Linked DNA regions of Mus musculus: region 1 is linked to region 2. A link is a contact called in public Hi-C data. All regions are on one chromosome and are shown on one strand. The core of a region is the stretch at or near the end of the contact, and the rest is flanking DNA. Distances in the headings are between cores, read along the strand shown. Region 1 overlaps Alox12b (arachidonate 12-lipoxygenase, 12R type). Region 2 holds the start of Aloxe3 (arachidonate lipoxygenase 3).

Region 1 (6,431 bases), core at 3,766-6,265, 46 kb after region 2:
AGCGCGGGGTCCAGGACCTGCCTGGGTATTATTTCCGTGATGACAGCCTGGCGGTGTGGTACGCGATGGAGAGGTGAGGTGGGGAGAGCAGCCGGTGGTACTCAGGTGGACAGACACCTGGAGTGTTGAAGGGCTGTGGGGACTTCTAGGGACTTGGGCTTGAGTGTTACCTGGGGCTGGGGGTTGTTCATACATTTTCTTCCTGGGCCTGAGGGACCCCATTATCCTTGCTTTGGCCTCTAGCCCATCTCTGCTCGACAGGTCCCCAGGCCCCTCCTGGGCTCTCAGCTAGCTCCCTTAGAGTTTCCCTTGGCTCTTTCTGGAAATTGCTCTGAGTGGTTTCTGACCTTGTCCATAACCATCTCTACCCGCTCCACAGGCCTTGCTACTACAGGCCTGGGGTGGCTCTGAGGCCAGCCAAAGCTAGCGTGACCTGGGTGGGGGCTATGGGAGAAACTCTAACTGTGGCTCCACCTTCTGTGCAGGTACGTGACAGAGATCATCACTTATTATTACCCAAATGACGCAGCCGTAGAGGGCGACCCGGAACTGCAGTGCTGGGTACAGGAGATATTCAAGGAGTGTCTCCTGGGGCGTGAGAGCTCAGGTATGGGTGTGGAAGCTCGGACGGGCCTGGGGCTCAAGGCACTTTACTAGGCATGTCCCCCATGGCTTCCCTGACTTGCGCTTATCTCTCTGTGGCTGAAGAAGGCCCAAACACTGTCCTAGGGTCTTCACAGAGCCTCGTCCTGGGCCACAGAGCAGCAGCTGGGGGTGGGGGTGGGGATAGAGCACTGGTATCTGTCTGAGCTCAGGTGTTATAGATTGTCTCTGCTGAGACCCGGAGGGGCCCCAGTCCTTCTTCCTAGGAACAAGCCCTTGTGGACTTGGGAAATGAATGGATTGTGACATTCAATGAGAAAGAATAACATGCAGTAGTAAAGGAGCCAGGGTGGGGGAGGGGGTTGGGGATGAGGATGGGGGTGGGGGTGGGGTGAGGGAGGGGGGTGGCAGGCTCCAGGAGAGCAGTGGGAAGCATCATGCGGTCATAACACTCAGGCACACACTCAGTCAGTGTTTAGCGAGCAACTATGATGTGTGGCTGCCGGCTCCCGAGGGTGCAGGGGGAATGAGACAGATCCTGGTGCCATCCTTCAGGATATTCATGGGCTAGGCCAAAGGTTTGATATGGCAGAACCAGAGCAGTTTAGGGGACCCTGAGGCAGGGATGATGGATCTGGAGGATCAGGAGGAGGCAGCTCATCCAGCTTGCAGTAGTGGATGCGTGGCAGGCGTGGGGATGCATGGTCTGGGTGACACTAGGCTTCTTGGGTGACATTTAGTAAGAGCTGTGTTTGGTGAGGTCAGCATGTGTCCTTTCCTGATGGAGGCTAGGCTTCTGGGTGTGAGCTGCATGTGGAAAATCCCAAGGAGGTGGGAACCTGTCCTCCTGCAGCGAGCTGAGGCAGGAGGGCAGCAGACTCCCCCGGGCGCATACCAAGCCACACACCCTGGTTAAAGAGTTTGGAACTTTCCTGAGAATAAGAGAGGGCGGGCACTGGGAGTTCTGCAAAAGGATTAGACTTATGGGTCAGAATACCAGACCACGCAGACACAGACGGTAAGGGCAGTTAAGGATGATGTTTTAGTATCCAGGAGGGAGGTGACAGGGACTTAAGGAGGATAAGGGCCATGCAGATGCAGAGAATTCCAGAGTGGGCTAAAGGCTGGAAATGACCGAGTTCAGTCCTGGCCTAGCTTAGAAGATTTTATGGAGGGCAGAGCTCTTTGAAGGAGGGAGTCCCAGCAGCCAACTGGACCATTGACAAGCTAGGGTGAGCACCCTCTGCTGGGTGTCAGGCCTAGCCCAGGACTAACACTGCATGGTCTGTTTCACAATCCCTCAGGCTTCCCCACCTGCTTGCGAACTATACCTGAGCTGATCGAATACGTCACAATGGTCATGTACACCTGCTCGGCCAGGCATGCAGCTGTCAACTCAGGCCAGGTACTCGCCAGCCTCAGCCCCAGTCTTCCCAAACAGCAATGGAACCTCAAACTAATCCATCATCCCTGGTCCAGCACCCCTACTGCCCGCCCTCCCCCGTGCCCCACTTCCCCGCTTGTCTCAACTGAGTCCCTCTTCAACCTCAGTGTCCATGGAAACCCTGGTCCAGTCTCATTGTCTCGCCCATCTGTAGGCCCATCAGGGATACCAGTACCACCGATCCAAACCAGGGCCTTCCGGGACAGGGATCCAACTCAACCACCAGAGAGGGATGCCCAGGTTTGGTTGGTGGGAAGTGGGTGTTTTCTCACCCAGAAAACCACTTCTGCTCCACTCTAGCTGGAGTACACCTCTTGGATGCCCAACTTCCCATCATCCATGAGGAACCCACCGATGCAGACCAAGGGGCTAACTACTCTGCAGACATACATGGACACTCTTCCGGACGTGAAGACCACATGCATTGTGCTCTTGGTGCTCTGGACTCTCTGTCGGGAGCCTGATGACAGGGTACGGGGGTGGGAGGGGCTCTTGAGCATTGGAGAGGCAGGTGGCAAGGATGGCTGAGGGGTGTCGGGGACAGGGAGCCAGCAGGAAGTGGGAGGCAGCAGAAAGGATTGGGTGGATGGCTTGGCTTTGTCCCAGCATCTGGTTCTCTGTTCTGCAGCGGCCGCTTGGCCACTTCCCAGACATCCATTTTGTGGAGGAGGGTCCTCGGAGGAGTATTGAGGCTTTTCGTCAGAACCTCAACCAGATCTCTCACAACATCCGACAGCGCAATAAGTGCCTCACCCTCCCGTACTACTACCTGGACCCAGTGCTGATTGAGAACAGTATTTCCATCTAGTCCACCCTTCTGCCCTCCCCTCCATACACTGCCTCCTATTTTCCAATAAAATCACTGTAAACATTGTCCCGGTCTGAGAACGTGGGGATTTACTGGGCAGCAGGTTGTGGTCTGGGGGTGATCACATACACGGCCATGTTCTCTGCCATCTGGGTAGGCACAGGGCAGCACCAGGTTCCATTTCCAGGTTCCAATCCTAGACAGCCCTAGAGATTCAGGCCAGGCTACTCCTACTGTGGAGTCTCCTTAGTGAAGGGCCTGTCTAGGTAGGTATCCAGGCACTGCTGAGGGTGAGGAGGGGGGAAAAACACAGGGATTTGGACCCTACCTTTTAACTCACAATTCTGGTCCTTGTGAAGAGCCCTCCTACAGAGACTTAGTCCACCCAATCCCTACCTAGGGAAGTCAGATCCAGGGTGAATCCAATTTGAAACATAAACCAAGCGTCACTCTTAACAAAAGACTATCAGCCTACAAGAAACCTGAACTTCCCCAAGCTACACTCATCAAAACTCAGACTCTAGGAATCTGTATCACCCTAAGCCACACTCACGAGCTCCCTTCTGTCATTCGGAGGAGCCAACCCTGCCAAGGGCATTCTTCAAGTAAGCCACTGTCCCCTGATGTCTTCTTCCTTCTCTCACCTGTCATCTCAAGACTCCCTTCCACTCTTCCATTCATTGCCACTGTGTTACCAGAGCCCGCTCTAGCGTGCGTGAGGGCTCACAAAAGCTGCCAGCCTGTGACACAAGAACCTGGTACGTGGCCTTGACAGGAAGTGAGGCTACTGGCTTTTGGTCGGAGGTGGGGGACAGCTGCCTGGTTGGGTAGGCATATTGGAGATCCAGGAACTGAAGTCAAGCTGATGCCCTAAATTTAGTCAGTTTAGAGAGCAGGGCTGCTGTGCTCAGTCCCCTCCTTCTGTGACGATGTTCACCACCCTAGGTGTCACCCTGACCACTGAACAACTGAGTACGGTAGAGCAGATGAGGCCAGGGCAGCTGGGTACACGGAAGGCAGTAAGGAGGAGCCAGCAGAGCTGAGGCCTAATGGGAGGCTGCCTTGGGGAAATGGAACTGCTCGGGTGGGGAGTGGGGGCTGGGTGGGAGAGTGGGGTTGGGATGATGGTGGTGGTGGTGGGTGTGGTGTTGTAGCAGTTTTCTCCAAGATGGAAACATTCTATAGCAGAGGGCTCAATAGGACAGAGAATAAACAACTCAAATAGCTTCAGAAAGTCCCTGAAACTGACCAGATCCATCAGCCAGGCCCTCCCCACCCCGAAGAGTATATAAACAGTAAAGGCCTCTGCTAAGCACTCTCAGAGAAACCAAGATAGGTTTTTCAGGTAAGGTCAGCCACCTGGAAAAAGCAGAGACCACCGGAGCTGCCTGGAAAGGGCAGTCTTAACTGTTGAGCTGTCGAAGGGCTGTGTGGTCCATTCCAGGCTCCCAGCTTCTGTGAGCCATCACACATGCTAGTGTGGGCTTTGGTAACGCAGTGGTTTTGAGTTATATCTGCTCCTGTAAGTAACTCCAATAAAACTCATTGGTTTACCAAGTTGGAGTCTGGTGATACCTGTATTTTGGTCCATTGTGGGCTTCCTTTCTGTGTGATGTTACAAGTGTGATTGGTGTGTGTGTGTTGCATCTCCACAGGAAAAATTGTCACACAACAGGGTCTGGATAGACGTCTCACTTAAGATCAGACTCAGAAAGCCCTCATAGAACTACTCTGGGGTTGGAGAGACCTATGGCTCAGCACTTGAACACCTACAGACCCTCATAACTGTGCAGAACTCCAATATTAGGGGATCTGATGCCACCTTCTGACCTCCATAGGCACTAGGCACACATGAGGTGCACAGACGTATATGTGAGCAAAACATACATAGAAAATAAATCTAGAAAACCAATCAAACCCTGCACCCCGGGGGGGGGGGGGGCGGTGGGAAGCCTGGAGCTCTGAGTCCTACCCACTGTTCTGTTGTTGGGGAATACTTGTTGACAGTATTACTTACAAAGCCTGGGACTTGAGAGTACATGCTGACTAACAGCTGGAAGGCATCGCTGCTCCCCAGGGAAGAGGGGTGGATGCAGCTGCCCTGAAAAAGAGGAAAGGCAAGCCAAGGAGGGAAAACGGCCAGCTCCACAGAGTGCAGTATTGGCTGTGCTCCACTAGGGGGCAGACTGAGGGCCCTGCTGGCCGCGGATGTGTTTTCATAGGTTGACAAGGTTTATCTTATTTTCGTTTTTGTTTGTTTGTTTGTTTTTGTTTGTTTGTTTTTGTTTTGTTTTGTTTTGTTTTTGTAGTCAAAAGACTTATCCGCGTTGAAATAGAGAAAGAATAGGAAGGGAAGGAAGATTCTGGGTGGGAGAGTCTGTAAATTTGAAAACAAAAAACAAAAAACAAAAAACCTAAGCAGAACAAAATCTAGAGGGTTGGGAGAAATGCTTCAGGAGTGATGTCTGCTTGCCCTGCTGAGCAATGAGGACGGCAGTTTGGATCCAGCACCTTTGTGTCAAGCTGGACAGCTCACAAATGCTGTAACTCCAGTTGTAAGGGATCTGGCTCCCTCCTTTGGCCTCAGTGTATACACAGGCATATGCCCTTACATGGACACACACACACACACATACACTTATTCAGAGTGAAGGCAGGAGGTATGTGTAACCTAAGGACTTCCCTTAGTTTAAGCAGTGTAACCCCGGGAAAGCCCTAGACAGGGAACAGTGAGCCACTGTAAAGCAGTGGCTGCATGGCCCATACCCCATAACAGCAATCACACTAACAGTTCATTCTCAGAAAGCCTGCCTGCTTCACCTGTGTCAGATATCAGGGCTTTGCAGTTAGTTTAAACAGCAATTTATGAGACAGATAACCGAATGCCTGACATGTCACATGAGAGGTTAAGAGACTTTCCCAAGGTCCCACAGCTGGGAAAAAGAAGGTGAGACAGGAAGGCCTTGAGAATTCAGAGGAGGGTTCATGCAGGGATGGGGTGGTAGTGGTGGTGGTGGTGGTGGAGCGGTAGTGTGGGTTGGTAATAACTCAACAAAATGTGGCAGAGAGTGAGTCATTCAAAGCCCTTAGGCCACAGGGAGCCTCACTTTTCCATGATGGCTTGGTTACAGAGCAAACACTTCTGGTGGTAGTAGTGGGGGAAATCCTGGACCTCTAGATCAGTCAGCAGGCAAGACAGGCAGAGGCCGGCTGCCAGTCTTCTGGTATTTGGTTTCAAGGAGTCCTCCTATTCCAGTGATGGGCTGTGAAGGCCAGAGGACCCTCAGTTTGTCTCGGTGCTTTCCTGGATGCTGATGTGGACGGTGTCCAGAGCCAGAAGTCAGCAGAGGCAGCCTAAGTCTTCTGCAGCTCTGGGCATGGAGGCGGAGCTCCTCTTCATAGTGAGGATGGGTGGTACGCGTCGCAAAGGTACTGCATTCAGAGGGGACAGTGACCGGTCAGGCACCAGTGCTACGGCGTGATGCACCCATCTTGGCCAGGAGCCAGTGTTTTGCTGGGTCACTGGGCAGGAAGATGGGAGTATCTTGCTTAGATGGGAGTATCTTGCTTAGATGG
Region 2 (5,969 bases), core at 3,249-5,748:
TCAATGGGCTTCAGTTCTGCGGTGGTTTTCACCATCCGGGTTGCTGTTTCGTACACCTCTCATATTGGGAACTGGTTCCACTCCCTCAGGTTGGACAGGCTCATCTCGGGGTGGGACGGGAACTTTTCTTGGCCATCTCCACATTCGGTCGCGAGTCATGGGGGCACCCGCAGCTCCCGTATCCGCCCCTCCCTTCTTCCCCTAGCCACTTTCCCCCTCTCTCCCCACCCCTTTCTGTCTCTGCGCCCCTCCCCCCGTCTGTAGAACCTCCGGAACCCGAAGCTGGAGAAAGCGGAGATACTGGAGTTCGCCGTGGGCTACTTGAGGGAGCGAAGCCGGGTGGAGCCCCCGGGTACAGCGCGGGGGGTGGGGCAGCGGAGGGAGGCTGGGAGGGTGGGAGCCCGGAAGGCTCCGGCCGGGGGAGGGGCGGGCTCTGAGGTGGCCTGGGACTTGGGGGAGCGGCCAGCTGTGCACCATGGCGAGGTTAATAACACCCGCGCGTGTCTGTCTCTGTGTCTCCCTCATTGCCCTCCTCTGCACGTCCATCCGGCCTCCTGTCTCTGTCTGTGCGCCCGTCTGACCTCGGTATCTCTGCGCCCCGCCCCTTCCCTCAACCCCGTTGGGCCCCTGCCCTGCCCGCCTGTCCTCCCGCCGGCCGCACCAGGGGTTCCCCGGTCCCCAGGCCAGGACGCCGAGGCGCTCGCCAGCTGCTACTTGTCCGGCTTCCGCGAGTGCCTGCTTCGCTTGGCGGCCTTTGCGCACGACGCCAGCCCGGCCGCACGCTCCCAGCTTTTCTCCGCGCTGCACGGCTACCGGCGCCCCAAACCGCCCCGGCCCGAGGCCGTAGATCCAGGGCTCCCAGCGCCGCGCCCACCGCTGGACCCCGCTTCACCAATCCTTGGCCCCGCGCTGCACCAGCGCCCCCCAGTGCACCAGGGCCCTCCTAGTCCCCGCCTCGCTTGGTCCCCATCCCACTGCTCCTCTCGCGCCGGGGATTCGGGCGCGCCGGCGCCCCTCACCGGACTGCTGCCGCCACCGCCACCGCCTTACAGACAAGACGGGGCGCCCAAGGCCCCGTCACTCCCACCGCCCGCGTTTTGGAGACCTTGGCCCTGAGCTTTTGGGGGCTGGGGCGGGGATTGGGGGTGGTGTAGAGACTCCAGTCAGAGGGCAGGAGAGGGATCCGGGCGAGGAGGGCAGCGGGGCGCGCGGGCTCAGCGCGCGGGTGAGATGTGGTCTATATTAGAGTATCTATATAAATATATATTTTCCCATCCCTTTTCCCTGTCCCACTTCCCTGTGTGTAGCATTGTACTCTCTCTACCCTAGTCCAGTCCCAGTCCCTTCCCGAGTCCCTAGTGCATGGAATAAAATCGTTATTAAATCCCGGTGTGTCCCCTAGCCAGGGGCCTGCCTTTATATTGGCGCCACGCCTACTTGCCCATACCCTTCTCCCACCTTTAGGCCTGCTCTCCACGGCCCAAGCCCTGGGGGAGACAGGTAAGTAAAGAGCGGAGCGACAGACTGAGGTTGGAGCTGAACTTTATTTGTGGGTCTTTAAATTTTTTAAAAGCCAAGAAAAGATTAAAATGAGTAATAAAACCGACTCTGGTGGGATTCGAACCCACAACCTTTGAATCGCTTTCTCGTCACTAGAAGTCCAATGCGCTATCCATTGCGCCACAGAGCCACATGGCGGGCGGCGCCTCCTTCCGGCTTACGGACACCAGTATAGGAAAAAAAGGGGTAGCGTGGGAGGGAGAGAGAGAGAGACAGAGAGAGAGACAGAGAGACAGAGAGACAGAGAGACAGAGAGAGAGAGAGAGAGAGAGAGAGAGAGAGAGAGAGAGAGAGAGTGTGAGTGAGAGAGAGAGAGAGAGTGTGTGTGTGAGAGAGAGAGAGTGTGTGTGTGTCCGTGTGCAAGGAGATGGGGCGGAGCGTCATAGGAGCTAGAGGTGACAGCCTCAGGTCAGCGGAATGAAATGTAGTGTATGGAAAGCGCATGAGCTAGGTGACAGGAAGGGTGGATGCAGGTGCGAGAAACAGAGAGGGAGACTAACGAAATTTGAGCTCCCCAGCAGTGCAAAGCTCGGGCTGCTTCTTGCGTAAGCTACCAAGCTCAGACTTGCTCGGTTCCCAGATTTGATCTCACTAAATAAACTTGTTTTGTTGTAAATCTCTGTGTCTTTGGGACCATTTGTTTCGCTTCTTTACAATGTCGTTTAGCGCCTCGGTGAGTCCTCATTTCGGGTTTGAAATATACAGCAACAAAAGAAATTCGGGTCAGTTCGTGGCTGTGAGCGTTGAGAAGACTTCCTTCTACTCTCTTAGGAAGACGACGGGAAATAGCAGCTTCCATGCGGGTAGCGTGGCCGAGCGGTCTAAGGCGCTGGATTTAGGCTCCAGTCTCTTCGGAGGCGTGGGTTCGAATCCCACCGCTGCCAGGCCAGAGTTTTTCTCCTGAAGGCCTCTTTAGTTTTATGAGAACAAGCCACTGCTTGGCTATGAACTTTGGCTTGTCAACAAAACCCAAGATTGCTTCCATATTCATAGACAAGACGTGACAAACATTGTTGAAATAAGTATTCTTATACACTAATTCAGCGCAGATCTTGGTGTATATAAGTGTAATTTAAAAAATTATACTAGAATATCTGTAACAGACATACTAAGCATGAAAAATTACAAACAAATATATTTATTATGTTGATGTACTAGCAAAATGCTAAGGTTCCACCGAGATTTGAACTCGGATCGCTGGATTCAGAGTCCAGAGTGCTAACCATTACACCATGGAACCCCCTCTTCTGTAGTGCTCTCAGAAATTATATACATTATTCTATATCCCATTTTGCATATCACTCCATTTATTCAAACAAACCAAAACAAACACATGAAGCCAACTACTAAAATGTGATTATTGAGTACCTGAAATATGAGTGCTTTCTTCTAAACATGAAAATTAAGGAAGATAATTTAAAAATTCGTTAAAATGCGGATTTTAAAACACCAATTAGGGTTAAAATAAGATTTTCAAATATTGTAGTAAATGAAGTATATTATTAATATTAATAATATTAACTTCCCCATTTTCTTTTTACTCTCTTTGATGTATTCCTCGTTTGTATAGCTAGTACTTTAACGTAATGCTGTTCCCTCTTCTGATTGTTCGGAACTTACGTTCAATTTACATTTCCTTTTAAAAAGAATGCAATTACTTTGTTATTATAGAGCTATTGTCAAACAAGACAGCCTAACAATAGTGTTTGTAAGTGCAGATTCCCACAAAAAGCTAAGCGCCCGAACAGGGACTTGAACCCTGGACCCTCAGATTAAAAGTCTGATGCTCTACCGACTGAGCTATCCGGGCTCTTAGCAAAGCTCTCCACTTTTGCCTAAATGAATTTATTATGATACCTACGTATTCTTGTGTGTATTTAAAGGATGAAGTTCGTTTTTGTCCGAGACTCTGACTTACTGAAACCTAGTCGCTAACGCCTCGGCTTTTATTAGAAGTTAAGGAGGGCAGGAGCGCCACTCAAGCAGGAATCTAGAGGTGCCTAGACCAGCCACGCGGGGCCGCTGCGGGCCACAGGTTTCCCCGGTAGAGTCTATTTTTTTTCTTCCCTGGTCCTTGTGACCTATATCTTGGACACCTAGGGCATACAGGGTGCCTCCCACGGTTCAGCAGGCTGGCTGAGGGAGGACCTGGAGCGTAAAGAATGTCACATGAGGGCCTCCAGATGCTGTCGGGCAGGCTTCCACTCACTTGGCAGGCAGGTCCTATCTCAAAGGAGTGATTGAGGTCGGGAATAACAAAAACTGGAGACAGAGAGAAGACTAGACTTTAGGAGGAGATGGGTGGGTCGGTGGCAGGAAGGAGAACATGATGGCCTTGTCACGTGCTAAGATGTGTGTTATTCACTTGATTGTTGATGAGGTCACCTGGCATTTATGAATTGGTGCAGCTTTCCGATGCACGGTGTGATTCACGTGGGTGATTCACATGTAGGAATTCTGGTGTTCTGGTGCCCATTTCTGGTTTGGAAATAGGAGGAAAAGGCTCTAGGTGGAATCTGGGGAATGGGTGAACATGGGCTTCAGGACATTAGTCAAGCCACTGATCAGACACAAAGTAGTGTCCCAACACGCGTCACCTCCTCCCTGTCTTCCACTTGCCACTTGGTCCCTCCTTCCTTATTCCCTCCCTCACCAATGGGCCCAGGCTTCTGATATCCATCTGGATGAGCCAGCCAGAGGGACAGGCTGTGTCAGAGGCATGCAAACAAGTATTAGGGTGCAAGTCGGTGGGTGGGGATAGTACTCCCGAGCTACCAGCGGAGCTGCCGTGAGAGATCGAGAAAGAGAGAGAGCGCGCGCGAGCCCAGGAACGTCCTAGAGCTGGATCCTTCCTCAGGCCCACCCTTCCCCAGCCCCCAGCCTCCTGCCCAGGAGCTGACTCTCTCTTACCTGTAGCGTACCTTCTCTAGGCTAGCTACTGGTTTGGGGTTATTGGGTCCAGTCATGGCAGTATATCGGCTGTGTGTGACCACTGGTTCCTACCTGAAGGCTGGCACATTGGATAACATCTATGCTACATTGGTAGGCACCTGTGGTGAAAGCCCTAAGCAGAAGCTGGATCGCGTAGGCAGGGACTTCGCCTCTGGATCGGTGAGTACAGAGGAGAGATGGGGAACCTGAAGGAAGTGAGGATTATTCTTGTTGGATTCGTCAAGTCCTGCTGAACTCAGGATGCCTGCTATGTCCTGTGATCATTTTCTTTGACATCCCTGACTTTTGGGAGACGATAAACCATACCAATTGTTCTGAGACAGGGCTGTGGGGAAGGGCATTTGGAATGGATTCTGGGGACTTCCCCTAACTTCCTGGCTTCTCCTATCATTGTTGTTATTGTTATTATTTTCTGTGGTTTTTCCAGACAGGGTTTCTCTGTGTAGCCCTGGCTGTCCTAGAACTCTCTGTGTAGACCAGGCTGGCCTTGAACTTAGCAATCTGACTGCCTCTGCCTCCTGAGTGCAGGGGGAATTAAAAGCCACCACTGCCTGGCCTGGCTCCTCCCCTAATTGACACTAGGCTTTGACCAAATTGATTCCTCTGATCAGATCATGGGTCTCCTGTTCTTTGGGAGGGGTCTGCTTTGTCGGTCGCTAGTTTAGTTTGCTAATGACCCTACATGAAAGTGAACTACTGGCAGTGAGGGTAGGAATCCCTACAAAAATTCACTCAGGCACTGAGTATGGTGCCTGCTCCTCTCTGGATGGAGACGGGCTCTTTCTCTCAATCACACAAAGGAACCACATGGATCAACGACTGCTCAGGCCAATATCCCAGAAAGGTAGCGGTGTTGATGCACACTTCAGAGTGCAAAGATGTCCTCGACAGTTCCTGGTTGCTCAAAGGCCTGCTTGCTGCTTCCCTCACTCCAGGTTCAGAAGTATAAGGTGCGCTGTGAAGCAGAGCTGGGTGAGATCTTGCTGTTGCGCTTACACAAGGAGCGCTTTGCTTTCTTCTGCAAGGACCCTTGGTACTGCAGTCGAATCTGTGTCACTGCCCCCGATGGCTCTGCTGTCCACTTTCCCTGCTACCAGTGGATCGATGGCTACTGTACTGTGGAGCTGCGGCCAGGAACAGGTGGGCAAGGGACAGAGACTGCACAGTACTGCAGAGGCTTCGTGTGAGGTTAGGAATGGAGTCTCACAGAACTCGGCGCGTAGGGAATGTGACTGGGGTTAGGAATGCCGGGATCCCAAAGCAACAGTGTCTGATAAAGAGCACTGCTAAAGTCCTGACATGCAAGAGCTTCCTGGGTAGTGTTTATTGTTCTGGAGGTACACACAGACAGGCTCACACAGACAGACGGACACAGATAAGCACACACAGAGAGACTCACACTCCCATAGCAGGCAGCTAATGGTATCCCTCTGCATTTCTCCAGAATATGGTCTTCT

What was found. Hi-C and Micro-C count contacts between places; a contact is called where the count stands out from the background.
Region 1: a contact with region 2 is called in a Hi-C map of myocytes, with 2.4 times the contacts expected there. The contact joins the enhancer-like site here to the promoter of Aloxe3 in region 2. A contact is called at or near these places in 8 of 39 promoter capture datasets (the 3T3-L1 cell line, the SN4741 cell line, embryonic stem cells and 4 more), 1 of 15 datasets of contacts at CTCF or cohesin (the NIH/3T3 cell line), 13 of 484 Hi-C or Micro-C datasets (the HPC-7 cell line, LSK cells, Th1 cells and 7 more), 5 of 115 datasets of contacts at active chromatin or transcription factors (the SCID.adh cell line and embryonic stem cells) and 1 of 9 other capture datasets (adipose tissue).

The regions. Positions count from the first base shown.
Region 1 is chr11:69,166,871-69,173,301 of GRCm38.p6, forward strand. It overlaps Alox12b (arachidonate 12-lipoxygenase, 12R type), which reads left to right. Exons shown (of 15, transcript NM_009659.2): 11 at 1-73; 12 at 486-607; 13 at 1,908-2,008; 14 at 2,348-2,518; 15 at 2,676-2,921. The coding sequence ends at 2,855. Among named protein-coding and RNA genes, the nearest start is that of Alox12b, 13 kb to the left of the region's middle. Within about 2 kb of position 5,016, at least 25 of the 459 cell types and tissues checked have an H3K27ac peak or open chromatin away from gene starts, as enhancers often do. A contact at or near this core is called in muscle stem cells, myocytes and trophoblast stem cells, where this site is marked.
Region 2 is chr11:69,121,879-69,127,847 of GRCm38.p6, forward strand. It overlaps Aloxe3 (arachidonate lipoxygenase 3), which reads left to right and starts at 4,499. Exons shown (of 15, transcript NM_011786.2): 1 at 4,499-4,671; 2 at 5,448-5,652. The coding sequence starts at 4,525. It overlaps n-TKctt27 (a tRNA gene), which reads right to left and starts at 3,370; the gene lies at 3,298-3,370. It overlaps Hes7 (hes family bHLH transcription factor 7), which reads left to right. Exons shown (of 4, transcript NM_033041.4): 3 at 265-352; 4 at 665-1,381. The coding sequence ends at 1,116. It overlaps n-TRtct4 (a tRNA gene), which reads right to left and starts at 1,690; the gene lies at 1,604-1,690. It also overlaps n-TLtag3, n-TQctg6 and 9130213A22Rik.